Linked DNA regions of Mus musculus: region 2 is linked to region 1. The links are chromatin contacts, called in public HiChIP or PLAC-seq maps. All regions are on one chromosome and are shown on one strand. Each heading gives the region's core, a stretch centred on a gene start, on an enhancer-like site or on the middle of the called end of the contact. The rest is flanking DNA. Distances are from core to core; before and after follow the strand shown. Region 1 overlaps Ccdc162 (coiled-coil domain containing 162). Region 2 overlaps Sesn1 (sestrin 1).

The links. HiChIP or PLAC-seq counts read pairs in DNA pulled down with a chosen protein or histone mark.
Region 2: a contact with region 1 is called in an H3K27ac HiChIP or PLAC-seq map of embryonic stem cells, with 10 read pairs. The contact joins two enhancer-like sites. A contact is called at or near these places in 8 of 484 Hi-C or Micro-C datasets (the G1E-ER4 cell line, the HPC-7 cell line, embryonic fibroblasts and 1 more) and 3 of 115 datasets of contacts at active chromatin or transcription factors (all in embryonic stem cells).

Annotation. Positions count from the first base shown.
Region 1 is chr10:41,676,384-41,683,796 of GRCm38.p6, forward strand. Ccdc162 (coiled-coil domain containing 162) reads right to left here. Exons shown (of 48, transcript NM_001358562.1): 5 at 6,784-6,897; 6 at 5,215-5,409; 7 at 3,833-3,971; 8 at 2,357-2,514. Among named protein-coding and RNA genes, the nearest start is that of Mir3473b, 9.4 kb to the left of the region's middle. Within about 2 kb of position 2,573, at least 78 of the 459 cell types and tissues checked have an H3K27ac peak or open chromatin away from gene starts, as enhancers often do. A contact at or near this core is called in embryonic stem cells, where this site is marked.
Region 2 is chr10:41,827,810-41,835,222 of GRCm38.p6, forward strand. All of the region lies in intron 1 of Sesn1 (sestrin 1), which reads left to right. Among named protein-coding and RNA genes, the nearest start is that of Sesn1, 21 kb to the left of the region's middle. Within about 2 kb of position 3,267, at least 40 of the 459 cell types and tissues checked have an H3K27ac peak or open chromatin away from gene starts, as enhancers often do. A contact at or near this core is called in embryonic stem cells, where this site is marked.

The DNA of each region.
Region 1 (7,413 bases), core at 1,323-3,822:
ACATTCCTCACAGCATTGCTCTAAGAAAGCCAAAGCTAGGAACTCTTGCCATGAGTTTTGTAACCAGCCTGGGTTTGCTGGCTAGACACAAGCTAGCCATCAGCGAAGAGGGAGCCTCAGTTGAGAAAATGCCTCCCTAAGATATCCGGCTGTAGGCAAGTCTGTTGGGCATTTTCCTAACTAGTGATTATTAGGTCTAAAGAAGGCACCCAAAATGCAGTGCTGCTGACAATGTCCTAACAACAGTCTGGGCTCAGCTCAGGATGACTCTGTGCAGACCGGAGGACTGGTACCTGCGCTCACCATTGCTCGGGAATCTTATGAAGCACATTTCAGCTTGTCCATCATCTGCCTCCTACAGCCAACTACTACTGGCAATGAATTTTCTAGTTCCTGATTAACTCAAGCAAGCCTGTAGCAGATCAAAGTTCCCATGCTAGTTTCTCCCGTGCTAGCTTCTCCCATGCTAGCTTCTAGACTGATCTGGCTCACACTGCCCCCCAGCCCCACCCCCACCCCTAGGCTGCTACCTATCGCCTTAAAAACTTGGCAAGGCCACCAGCTTGCCATTCTCTCTGCACCCCGCCCCCAGAGACTGCATTGATGGCTTAATCCCCAGTAAACCTTTCTGTCTACCCATGGAGTGGTCTAGCTCAATATTTCACTGCAGCCTTGCTTACAGTGAGGGCGGGTGGTCCTGGGTACTATAAGAAAGCAGGTTGAGCAAGGCATGAGGACAAGCCAGTAAGCAGCACCCTCCATCAGCTCCTGCATCAGCTCCTGCCTCCAGCCTCCTGCTCTGTTTGAGTTCCTGCCTTGGCTTCCCTCAGTGGACTGTGATAAGAAATGTGAGCCAAATAAACTCTTTCCTGTCCATCCAAGTAGCTTTTAGTCTTGGTGTTTCGTCACAGCAATAGTAGGACCATTATAACTAGAACACTGAGCTACACAAAATCCTATAAGGAGGAGGAGGGGGAGGGGGAGGGGGAGGGGGAGGGGGGAGGGGGAGGGGAGGGGGAGGGGGAGGGGAGGGGGAGGGGGGGAGGCAAAGCTACACGATTTTCCAAAAATCCAGAGGAATGAGATCGCGTGGGCTTAAGGGTTACAGACCAAAAACACAGTCCTGTAAATGATGTTGGCACAAAAACAAATCCAAGTGGATCTTCATGGTCAGTATGCTATTAAGTGAGCTCCGCCCCCAGCACTGGCAGGGGGCGGGGCCAGGGAGCCACCGGTGGTGGGGATGGGGAGACAAAGTAGCAACTTCCCATCCCGAGGTCATTCAAGTCCACCCAGGTTAGATTTGAGCCTGATCAGGTCACCCAGCTGATTTTTATCTTGCAAATAATTTACAACTAGGGCTAACAAGATAGCTCACTGCTGAAACCGTTGTTGTTGTTGTTGTTGTTTTGTTGTTGTTGTTGTTTTAAGTTATAACTCTGAAGTTCTGTATCCACTGCCTCATCTTTCCCTCTGAAAGTAATTTTAATCTGGCTTCTGCTACTATGAGGTTTCCTGTTGGAAGGCAGCAGGATTTACAGTGGAAGAGGCCAGGCCTGCATCCAGCCGCATCATTCAGGACACAGTGAGTCCCAGTGGGTAGAACCTTATCCAGTATGTCAAGAATATTGCAACCAGGGCTGGTGATATGGCTCAGCGGTTAAGAGCGCCAACTGCTCTTCTAAAGGTCCTGAGTTCAAATCCCAGCAACCATATGGTGGCTCACAACCATCCGTAACGAAATCTGATGCCCTCTTCTGGAGTGTCTGAAGTCAGCTACAGTAGTGTACTTACATATAATAAATAAATAATTGAAAGGAAAAAAAGAATATTGCAACCAAAACACAAACAAAACATACTGCAGTCCCATCTCAGACTCTGGGCTGTAGATGCTTGACAACTCTCCCAGGATGTCTGTCTAACCCTGGGCACATGTATATCTTCTTCAGCCCATATCCTCCTACTGTGTCTCTAAAACCTACAGGGGGAAAAACCCAAAAGGTAAAATCCCTTAGGCTTAGCTATCATCAGGTCTTGTTCTTCTTACAGAAAGGAGGCTCTTCCCAACAGGAAGATGGCTTATTACATTGTATATTATTACTCTAGAAAAAAGCATTGGCAGAAAAAAGAAACAGCTTTGTGTCATGTGTGGCTACACACACCTAATCAAGAAACTCAAGGGGGGGGGGGGGACAGGAGTATCAGGAGTTCAAGGTCACCCTCCACTACACAGCTACTTTGAAGCCAGCCCATGCTATATGAGATCTGGTCTCAAACAAACAAACGAGAAACTTTGTAGCAAATACTAAGCCTTTCTTCCAACCTCCTGTATTTATAGTAAGAATGCATTGTGTACCGAGGAAAAGAGTCCCATCTCTTTGGCTGAGTCGCTCAGCTTTTGCACATCGTCTGGGATGTGGAAATGTGAGAGGAGGCGCCTCAGCTGAGGTTTTAGATCATCCCTGTCTGTCACGTGCTGAGGCAAGACAAACGCAGCATCTGTTCTCCCTGACCCTGAAAAATATCCAAAATCAAGAGCGCGACCAGTGAGTGGGAGGCGGCAGAGACAGCAGATGGCCTTGGAGAGAGTTGGAAGCAGGCCCTCTGCTGGTGGGGAGCCGTTTTGTTCTCCCCTGACCCTGTGCCAGGCAAGCCTGCACCTTTTTTGCCACCCAGCCCCCATAAGCTTTCCTGGGGAGGTGCAAGTACTCTCAATGATCTCACAGCCCTCAGGAGAAACCCGCTAGAGCTCCTGGGATATTCTGTATACAACGGGAATGTCACTCAAGGGCACTCGGCAGAAACCTGACCCGACTTCTCAGTTCTCCGGAACACAAAAGAAGAGCAGAGAGACCGAAATTGATCCTGACGACTAAATTCTCTGGCAGCTGTGTAACAGAAAACCTGAACCAAGTCTCAGAAATCATTTCACCGGGAAGGATTGGTATGGCAATGGGTAAACTGAGGCGTAAGGAGGTGATATGCAGGACCAGGGTGACAGAAACAGGCCTGGAAGCCAGTCCACTTGCCTCTTAACCTACTAGTTGTAAAGATGGAGACAAAATGTCTACAGTCATGGCTACTGTCTTTCATCAAAAAATATTACTATCAAATTACAACTTATTACAAAGATGTGACTTTGGCATATAGGAAGACAGTGGTCCAAACAGGCCTTTCCAGTTAGTCTTATGTCAATTCCACACAAGCTAAAGCTATCTGAAATGAGGGAACCTCAATTGAGAAAGTGCCTCCATAAGATCCAGCTATTAGTGATTAATGAGGAGGGCCTGGCCCATCGTGGATGGTGCAATCCCTGAGCAGGTGGTCCTAGGTGCTGTAAGAAAGCAGACTGAGGGGCTGGAGAGATGGCTCAGCAGTTAAGGGCACTGACTGCTCTTCCGACGGTCCTGAGTTCAAATCCCAGCAACCACATGATGGCTCATAGTCATCCATAATCAGATCTGATGCCCTCCTTTGGTGTGTCTGAAGACAGCCACAGTATACTTACATATAATGAATAAAATCTTTTTTAAAAAATGCCTTGATTTGGGTATTCCAAAATAAATAAATAAATAAAAAGAAAGCAGACTGAGCAAGCCATGGGCAGCAAGCCAGTAATCAGTGCCCCTCCGCGGCCTCTGCATCAGCTCCTGCTTCTAGGATCCTGCCTTCCCGAGTTCCTGTCCTGCCTCCAACACTGAGCAATGTGGAAGCATAAACCCTGTCCTCCCCAGCTTGCTTTGTGGTCATCATGGTTTGTTGCAGAAATAGAAACACTATGTCACAGTAATCACGGCCCCCTGCTCTACGCTAGTAAAGGCCAGGCTCTTACCTGAAACATGGGGACCCAGAGGACCAGGGGATGCAGCGTGAAGGTCAGTGACACAGGCTTTGCCATCTTCCTCACTAGATCCAGAGACTTGCTTAGCAGCTAGGCTCAGCACCCTGGAGATGGGCAGATACTGGAGTGCCTAGAGAGACAGACCCGAGCGGGCACAGGTCAGCCTAGGTTGCGACAGAGAAGGAGGGAGACAGGGCTGAAACTTCAGAAACCTTCCCCATGAGAGAGGCTGGAGCTGGGAGACCCAGCTGCCACCAACCAGGAAACACTTCCTCTTCCCCACAGTGGTCATGGACTTGAGTGGGAAAGCACAGGTGCTCAGGGTGTGAGGAGAAAGACCCAGGTTTATTTATTTATTTATTTATTTATTTTTAAAGAGCTATTTATTTATGTGAGTACTCTGTAGCTGTCTTCAGACACTCCAGAAGAGGGAGTCAGATCTCATTACAGATGGTTGTGAGCCACCATGTGGTTGCTGGGATTTGAACTCGGGACCTTCAGAACAGTCAGCGCTCTTAACAGCTGAGCCATCTCTCCAGCCCCAAGACCCAGGTTTAGGAGTGCATGGTTGTACGATCATGTGACAGAGGAGAGAAAGAAGTACAGACCACAGCGCTCGCTGGCTCTGCAGAGGGAATGGATCCGGGTGACCACCGGGTTTCTTTGGGGATCCTCTAACCTGACTTAGGGCATCACCCTCATAATTCTCACTCCATACTGTCCCCTGACCCCCTGGCTGCTTTGGCAATGCTGGGGACAGAACTCCTTCCTGGCCCTGCTCAAGCTATGGTGCATATTCTACACCTGCGCTACTAAAGCCACCTTAACTATTTACTTTATTACTCGTCATTATGTTCTGAGACAGGTTATCACTGTGTATAAAGCTAATCTTTAACTCACCACAGAGACCAGCTTGGCCTCAGAATCAAGACCCTCCAGACTTAGCCACTGGGATTAGATAACACCACCATGTCCAGCCCAGCTCCGCTTTCTAACCCCATCACATTGTAATAGAAATTTACTCACGCCCCCCCCCCCCCCCGTGCGCCTCCACCCCTTCCAACCAGCAGGGGACCCTGTTACTTTTTAGCAAAGGCCAAGGCTTTGCTGCATGGCCCAGGACAAGCATCCTGACATGATTTCCTCATTACATTCTGCCAAGGAAAAGCCGTGTGCCGGAATGGAAGTCCCTGAATCCTAAGACACCAAAGGGAGCAAGAACTGAATGAATACCAAGCAGAACGGGAGAGGTTTTCCTGAGAGAGCCAAATGGACAGAGTGCTGGCTGGGGAATGTTTCCTCATGTCAGGGCACCGTGCTTCCCCTTCCCCTTCCCCAGGGCATGTGTACCGGCACACTAAGGGTCCTACTACCTGCAGGAAGTGATGGATGGTCCTGAGAGCATGCAGGTGACACACTAACCACCTGGTATAAATCGCCAGGTCCTCCTGAGTCACCAGGTCGGGACGGTTGTTTTTTCCCATAAGTAAGTTTTCTCTAGCAACCGACAGCCTTTCTGCTCTCTGAACTGAGTCGTTGAACTCCTGCATGATGTAGTCAACTTGTTTCTGTTTAAGAGAGATACAGACACACCGTGGGCTGTTGGCAAGCATTGTTCTCTGCAATGCTGTCTGGGCGGCAAATAAGGGACTTTTTGAGTCCCACCCCCCCAAGTTCTTCTACAGTTTGGATTCAGTTGAGAGAGGCAGTGTCTTACTCTCCCAACTCTGAGGGACAGCAATTTAACAGTGCAGGAGGGTGTTTGGTATCAGGAGTCTACCTCCGACCTTCCTATTTTGGCCAAGTCTACAAGAAAAAAAAATGCACATGTCCTAGGTCCTAGGTAAAAATTATGTCAGGGCTCATTTTCAAAGTAGGAATCTTTTTTTTTTTTTTTTTTTTTTTTTTTTTTTTTTTTTTTGGCACTGTGACACACACCTTAATCCAAGCACTTAAGAATCAAAGGCAAGCCAGGTGTGGTGGCACACGCCTTTAATCCCAGCACTCGGGAGGCAGAGGCAGGAGAATTTCTGAATTCGAGGTCAGCCTGGTCTACAGAGTGAGTTCCAGGACAGCCAGGGCTATACAGAGAAACCCTGTCTCGAAAAACCAAAAAAAACCAAAAAACCAAAAAAACAAAAAGAGAGTCAAAGGCAAATGGATCTATGTGAGTTTGGGCCAGCCTGGGCTACACAGTGAGTTCCTGGACAGCCTGGGTTATATACTGAGCCCCTGTCTCAACAACAACAATAACAAAAGTAGCAATCTTTGTCTTCTGCTACTTTATGGCAGAGCACAGGAGAAGGCATGTCCATCGGTTCCTTTCCTATCTTTAGTTGTCAGTTTCTTTTAAAAAGAAAGGCAGCCTGCCATGTGTGGGGCCTCGCTCGGGCTTGACTACCACGTTCTCCTACAAATGGGCCTTGCAAGCATGTTTGGAGTTAAGTGTACGTCCTTAACCAAACACTGCTTGTCCTCTAAAGAGGCCTTCAACCCAGCAAGTAGCTTCAGGGTACGCACAGAGAGCTGTAAGGAGGACATCAGGGCCACCCTGAGCAACCAATGGGATGACCGACATCACGGCCACATTGTCCTTTACAACAACGACAAGCTTACTGGCCGTGTTGCTTTATTTAGAAAATACATATATAAAGCAACTAGAGATGGTTCCGTGGTTAAACATGCCAGCTGCACTCACACAGGCAGCTCCTAGCAACCTGGCTGTAACTCCAGTTTTAAAGGGGATCTGCTGCCCTCTTCTGGCATCCATGAGCATTGCATCCATGTGGACTAATGTGTGCACACACATAAACACATTAATTTAAAATGAAAATAAAAGTCTTTTTAAAATTACATCCATATATCATATATACATATACATCATTACATATGCGATGCACAGATACATGCTCTCCCACCGGGTCTGCTCCCTGGCCCCTTACCTTATAAAGAGGGTAGAGTTCTTCCATGGCCATACTGGTCTGGCAGAGCCTCTTCCACCTCAGCACGTGCAAATATTTACTCTGGCCCAGCTGCGTAATTCTCTCTGTGTAATACTTTACCAACAACAAAAATAAGCACTTACCAGAATATAATTATAGAAAGGGGGCTGATCGAGCCTTACGAACACTAACAATATAGGTGATGGTTGCTTTGAAAATACTTTTTTTTTTCTTACAGGAACACCATCAAATGAAGTCTGGTTCAAGATCCTTCCGATGTAAAGCAACAAGAGCAAGCAGATGTGTCTAAATCTCTGTGATCTGCTACTGAATTAACTGGTCACAAGCTCCTTCGTCAGCTACTGGACTGTTGGCAGTGACTTAGGATACTATAGGCTTAAAGTCGAGCTGAAGTTCTGGGTGGAGAAACTGAAATTATGGCTGGGAGAAATGCTGGATCAGTAAAATGCTTTTCAGAAAAACACAGAAACCAGAGTTCCATCTCCAGAACATATGTTGAGAAGAAAAGAGAAGAGAAGGAAAGGAAAAGAAAGGAAAGGGGAGGAAAGGGGAGGGGAGGGGAGGGGAGGGGAGGGGAGGGAAGGGAAGGGAAGGGAAGGAAAGGGAAAA
Region 2 (7,413 bases), core at 2,017-4,516, 150 kb after region 1:
TGGAAACCACACATGCACTTGGGCATTATGCTAAAGATGGAGGTAGGAGACCTGCTCAGATGCCCTATACCTGCGGATGTTGAAGAAGGTACAGCAGCCCCTGGGTAGGAGACAGTGACTTTGTCTCTGACCTGATAAGGACCTAATCTTACAAAGGAAGTGTCACTTGTACCAAATGCAGAAGTAGCATCCAGGCTTGGGTGGTAACTGGAGACCCGGTCATAGCCAAGCGCAACACCCTCACTCACTAGCTGCAGTCCCTCTGGCGAGTTTGAAGAGCTTTAACAACTCAATTTAACCTACTGATCCAGAATGCTTTTGGTGGTTGGAAACCACACATATTTGTTATCTTGAGATTTCTATGGCATGGCTTAGCTGGACCTCTCCTTGAAGGTCTTTTATGGTACTGCAGCTAAGATCTCAAATTAGCAAAAGCTATAATCTTGTGTGAAGGCTCAGGAGAGTATGGTCTGCTTCCATGTGCACATAATTGCTGTTAGGATTTTGTTCCTTGAGAACTGATATAGAGAGGGTCTCAATTATGGAATTGGCCAGGGACTACCATGTGGGCCTCTCCGATTGTTTCATCAGGAAATACGTGAGAAGAGCTAGAGACTATCAGCAAAATACAAGTTACAGTTTTTCACAACATAATCTGGAAGGAGACAAAGCTTCACTTTAGTCATAATCTTTTCACTCAAAGCTGTTGCTGAGGTCCAGCCCTTGCTCAAGGTCAGCAGATTACTGAAGGGCAAATGGCATGGGAAGAATACCGTAAGGCAGGATCAGTGGGAGGCAGTCTGAAAGTAGCCTACTGTAACAACCTCTCCTGGGACTAGGGCATGGGAGGAAGGGCTCTCCCTCCATGCTGTGGAGAAAGCTACAGTTGACCGTACGTGTGTGGAGAGGAGTTAATGAAGAGCGTAATATCAAAGGGTTAGTATGGTACTGATCTGACTCCTCCCACACTTGTAAGCAATCTCCAGATAAAGAATTTTCTGCCATCTTCACCAGTGGATGCTGAACTCAGGCCCTATCTCCTCCTTTGCTAGGGTCCACCAAGACTCAGGAGGAGAGGTCTACCTGCCTCTGGTATCATCTTCCTCTTCCTCATTGCCTCCCTACACACATTGCTCTCCTTCATGCCTGTGTAGTTCAGGGAAACTTCCCAGTCTGCTCTTGGCCAAAGGGCAGGAAATGGCAGATGTCTTTCTGTCACCATTTGGTGGCTATATAATGAGATACACATCAAGTCTCACCTGTAGTGAAAATGAATGAAAAACTCTCAGACTTTTATAAGCATCCTCAAGTTAAAAAAAAAAAAAAAGAATGGGGTTGAATATTTTACCAATCAGATTTCTGTAGTCAATAGACTTCTCAAATTGAAGCTGGTTGTGGTGGTCTGAATATGCTTGGCCTTTGGGAAGTAGCACTATTAGGAGATGTGGCCTTACTGGGAGAGGGCCTTGGTAGAGGAAATGTGTTACTGTGGAGGTGGGGCTTTGAGGTCCCACATACATGCTTAAGTCTGATCAGAGTGAGCCAGAGTCCTCTCCTGGCTGCCGTCGGATCAAGATGTAGCCTTCTCGGCTCCTCCTCCAGAACCATGCCTGTCTGCACACTGCCCTGCCCCCACCATGATGGTAATGCACTGAACCGCTAAAACTGTAAGCCAGTCCCAATTCAATATTTCTTTATGAGAGTTACCTTGGTAATGGTGTCTCTTCCCAACGATGAAACCCTAACTAAAACACTGCTGTGTATTACTATCAACTTAGTCATGTCTGAAAGGTGGAGGTAAAATAATTTCTTTATGCTATAAGCCCTAATCTTTATCATCTTTAGTTGTTTCAGAACCACCAGAAATTATTATATAATTGATAGAAATTTGAAAAATTTTATCCCACTACATATAATATGTTGAAGTAAGGGCCTTCCTTCAATTATAGAGAATACTAATTTTAATAAGAAACATTTTCTCATGTCATTTTTAGTATAGTCATCCCAATGGTTCAAAAATTAAACCATTTTCAAATTTATTTGCTGTTTATAAATTTTAATTGGTATTTTTGAGACAAACATGGGCTGGTCTAGAAGTTACTATGTAGCCCAGGCTGACCTTAAACTTGAACTTACAACAGTCCTCCTGCATCAGCCTCCCAAGTGCTGGAATTATAACTATGAACCATCAAACCTAGCTTTGTACAGTACTAGGCAGCCACTTAAGGAATTCTGAGCAAGGACTGTTCCACCAAGCTGCACTCCATTTGTTTGTTTGTGACAAGGCCTCATGTAGCCCGGGCTTGCCTTAAGCTCACTACATAGCTGACGATGACCTTGAACTCCTTATACTCCTGCTTTCACTTCCCACATGCTGGGATTACAAGTACCACCATTCCCACCTCCCAATTTTTAAATTTGAATCTGAAGCAAAGTCTTGCAAAGTTGCCCAGGCTGACCTTGAACTTTTGATCTTCCTGCCTCAGCATGTACCTACAATGTAAACCTAAGTTTACAACAATAACAGAACAACTACTTGTTGTAATTAAAGCTATATGGATGTGTTTTTCCTCTCTTCTAATGTCTTCTAGAACTCTCCCTTTTTGAGATTTCAGATGGTACTACCAGTGAGTATTCAGAAGATGCTAACAATACTAGTGATAAGGTGCCTGAGCTGAACAAGTTGGGTGTTTTGACATTATGGGCTCCTGGGTATGCACTACTTCACTGCGAGCCTTACATTGGAGCCAGCAGCTGTTATGAAAACTGAGGTGGCCACTAAAAAGATACTGAGTGGGTAGTGTATGTGGCATGTGGCATGCACACTCTGGAAAAGAGTAAATCACAGGCCTGGCAGCATGGTATGAGATCACTTCTCAGAATAGCACGTGATTTAAAATTTACGCATTGTTGATTCTGGATATGGCTGACCATGACTAGCGATTATAAAGCCATAGAAAGAGAAGCCAAGGATACAAGGGGAATGCTGTGCACCAGATTCTATTCACAGAATGATTCTGCAGGAAGTAGAACTTTAGGGTACTCGGAAGTAAGTTTTCTCTAGTATGGTACATATGTATGCGCGCATGTACTAGCGTCTAAAGCTGCAGATGTCTGATTTTCCTTATAGTTACCTTTCTTTTGAAGACTCTGGCCATTAATGACAGTTTTCCACTCACTTTACATTTTTGTGCCCGCCTGCCTCCTTGTTCACCAAGGACATTTCCTGAGTTCTCAGCAGTTAGCTGCTGTGAGCACTAGGTGGCACTCTGACTCAACTCAAGTCTAGTTTGTCATCAATTTTGATGCTGTAGGCCTCAAGAGAAGATGTGTGTACAACTTAAGAACATTTGTGTTTTCAGTTGTCTTCTTTTAGAGGGAGTCTGAAAGGAGAAAGGAGATAATTCCAAGTTTAAATATCCAAGCTTAACTGGTGATAGTATTGATCTCCTCTTTCACTTACTGTCTCAGACTGTTCCAGGTACCTGCACAGGTATCTGTGTGGAAGAGAGGTGGAGAAGACTGCTGACCTCAGAGCCCATAGTCTAGTTAACTCGCCCCCCCCCCCAGATGCTGTTCTTGGGCCTGTGGCATGCACTCGCTGCTTTTATCCAGTCACTCAACACAAGGAGCGTGAGCTGGAGAGGTAGATGATCTGACTAGACCATCCAGCTGGGCAGGTACACAGTTGGGCTCAACGCATATGTGCTCCTTGGAGAGTAGTTTCTGGGAAGATGAGAACATGAAACCAGTAAAGCAAACATTCTCTCCCCCATCCCTGTCTCTCGCTCTATGTATATATATGTGTGTGCACATGCACATCTGTCTGTCTGTCTGTCTGTGTGCACATGCGTATAGTGGTTGTGAGTGTGCTGACATGGGATCTGAGAATGGACCTCACATTCTCTGCAGAGAGTAGTGGGCAGTCTTAACTGCCCCAAACTGATTACCAAAGGAGACTTGTTCTTGTTTTCCAGGAAGCAAAGCCAAGACTTGTTCTGGGAGAGGCTACAGCTTAATGGTTCAAATTGAAGATTTTGGCTTTTTAGGATGTTGTGTGACCCATCAGTTACAGAGAAAACAGTGTATTCTTGCATGTACTTTTGGGGGAAAACCCAAGTGTATCAATTTTTCAAAGAGTACCCTCCATAAAAAAATTGAGAAGTTGGGTGTGGTGGTACATGCCCAACATCCTAACACTTGGGGGTGGGTACAGGAAGGAAGGTCAGAAGTTGAAGAGCATCCTGGGCCATTAGGTGAATTCAAGGCCAGCTTGGGCTACCTGAGACCTTGCCTCAGAACAGCAGCAGACCACCTGAGCTGCCACATGCACAGGACACTTACTTCCTGAAACTGTTAGAGAAGACTTTTTACAATTGAAATGTGAGAGCCTTAAGCCAGCAAAAGTACACTTTCGTGAGAAAGCACCAGCTTGCTGCTCTTGACGAGGATGCTCATTGCATGGGGCTGAACTTTTCTTAGCTAAGCAGCAGGTCTCCCAGGCATGCAGGTCACAGGCAGAAAGTTTCAGATTTGATTCCAGAATGTGGGACAGAGCTGAGCACAGCACAGCTGCAGCCTTGGTAATGTGAGACAGACAAATACGCCACGGTCCAGAGCTGCCCCTGCCAGACTGCTGTGCACACACACTGGCTCTTGCTAACGCTCTACGGGGCAAGCTAGTTAGTGCTCTAAGTTTTAGTTTGTTGATGTTTGTCTTGTTTGGGGAATTATTTTTTAAGTTAAAAAGGTTTTAATGTTTTGTTTTGTTTAGATTGGTTGTATTTGCTTTCTGGGCTTGTGTTTGTTTGTTTTTTCAAGACTGGTGGTTTTCTCTGTGTAGCCCTGGCTGTTATGGAACTTATTCTGTAGACCAAGCTGGCCTTGAACTCACAGAGATCTACTTGTCCCTGCCTCCCAAGTGCTGGGATTAAAGGTGTATACTACCACCACCTGGCAATCCAACTTTATTTTTTTTAACACACAGAAACATTATATATGCATCCACATATATAAACATTACATTGTGTTTCATATATGCATTATATTGTCTTTAAATCAACTTAAATATATATTTTTTCTCAAACATTATTTTTGGGAATTCTATAATTTTGTGCCTCTCTGCCAACCTATTCTCTTCTCCCAACCCCAAGCTTCTGTTTTACAGTCAGTAACATAAAGATAATAGCATATTGATCTTTGTAAGGCATTAGCCCTGTGCCTCCTTTTACTTTGTAACAGTTTTTAAAGAGGAGAAGAAGCAAGCAGGCATGAACTATAAAGCCAAGACTGGTACTCAGTTCTCTGAACCTCAGTCTCTCTCTATCTTGGCCAGGACTGCAGTTGTGTTCTTCCCTTCCTAATTCCATGCTGCTTGAGATTGTTATGTTTTTTAATTACTTGGGATTAATAGTGTATGCTCCATGAAGATTAAGACCTGTCTGTTCATTGCTTAGTCTCTTGTCTGACACTAGTGCATATAAGCAGGTGTGTGAATGAATGGATACATGTTAGCTATTATTATTACTACTTGACAGTTTGTACCTAGCTTCCTACCTATCTGCCAGGACCAGCTGGAGCTGCCTGTCTTTAAATGGGGTGAGCAAGCCAGGAGAGAAGGCCCCTTCTTAAGCAGGTGGCTGACCTCATCTTTTAAGGAAGGTTCTTTTATAAGCCTCTTTTCTTCAGATACAAGCAGTCTTTGTATTGACTAGGAGGGCACTGGAAATGCTGACTCTCAGCACTTCTACTAACATTTCTTAAAATTTCTAAACCAATTTTTAACTTTAATTCATGTTTACAGTTTGAGGAGTACCATGATGAACATTTAAAAATTCTGGAATTCCTAGGTGTAGTGGCTTGTGCCTACAATCACAGAACTCGGAAGTTTAAGGCCAGCCTGGGCTGCATATCATAGCCCTGTGTTAAAAAGAAAATGTTAATGGGAAAAACACACACGTACCAGTAATGGAGAGCTAATACAGTATTTTAGGTCAGTAGTTAAATTTTCAGGTTTGTGGTTTGGGGTAATAATTCCTGAGTCATAAGCTTTGGTTGTCTTTGACAAAAGAAGATTCCAGCTAAGAACAGGAACAAGACCATGGCTATATACCTTTCACTGGCCCCTGTAATATGGTAGTTCTAGCCAGTATATGGTCTGTCTATGCTGTGTTCCAACCCCAAGTCCTACCCCATAAAATGTGGCACCCTCCCTCCCTTTATATCAGAGCTCTGTATACTCCTTGCATCTACCCTATGTCCTCCAACACAGTCTAGAGGTATGTTCATGGTTGTTGGGATTAGCCGTTGGAAGGACAGGCTGCTGCACTTGGACAAACTCCATGTCCTAGAAGTGTAAGGGTAAGGAGGGGTTGGGGTTCAAGCTGTCTAGCTGTGTAAGAAGAGCTAAACTGCAAGCCTAGTGGTTATATAACCCTGCATTCACCAGAAGGCAGCCAGGTTAAAATGCTATTAGAATGAAGAGTTGTCAAACAATGTAGATTCTAAAGATAAATCTGGGCTGGCCAGATGGCTCAGCAGGTAAGAGCAAGCACTTCCTGCTCTTGCAGGTTCCTTCCCAGTGCCTGCATGGTAGCACGCAACCCTTTGTAGCTCCAGTTCCAGGGGATGCAGTGCCCTCCTCTGGTCTCAGCGTGCTTACATGTAGACAAAATACTCATAAAAAGCTAAAAATAATTTTAAAAAATAAGCATGTCAAAGAGATATAGTTGCTTTTTTCTAATATTGTACCAGAATGACAGTATATTGTACCAGACCCAAGAAGATGATAGGATGATTTAGAAACCACATCTGGAAGGTTTCTTTGTATTCTAGCATCTCTTGTAGTTCAAGTGTGGTTTCTGTTTGCTGCACAAAGTCCTTATTGACATTTGACCCAAGTCAGTCCAGTAGATCTCTCAGGCTTCTAAGTTCAGTACGTCCTTTCAGATCCTTCACATCTATTTTTAAAATTAGTATTTATGGGTCTGAAGAGATGGCTTAACTCTTGAGAGCACTGGCTGTTCTTACAGAGGACTCAGGTTCAGTTCCCAGCACCCACATGGCACTCACTACCATCTGTAGCTCCAGTTTCCAGGGGTCCAGTGCCCTCTTGTGACACCATTGGCACTCCACGTTTGTGGTTCACTTATGCATTCAGGTGAAACACACATGCGTGTCGAGGGAAGCCGTGTCTTTTGAGCATTAGTGTGCATTTGTATCTGCTGCTTACTTGATGCTTGAATGGCTCAGGGCTTCCCACCGTGGTGGCATCCCATGAACTCTTCTGTGTTTGGCTTGCACAGTCTCATTCTTGAAAGAGGAAGATCTAATCGATTCATCTTTTATTAAACTTTAAGTACTGTCAGCTGGCAGAGGTTCACACCTTCATTTCTCAGATTGATCCGAATGCCC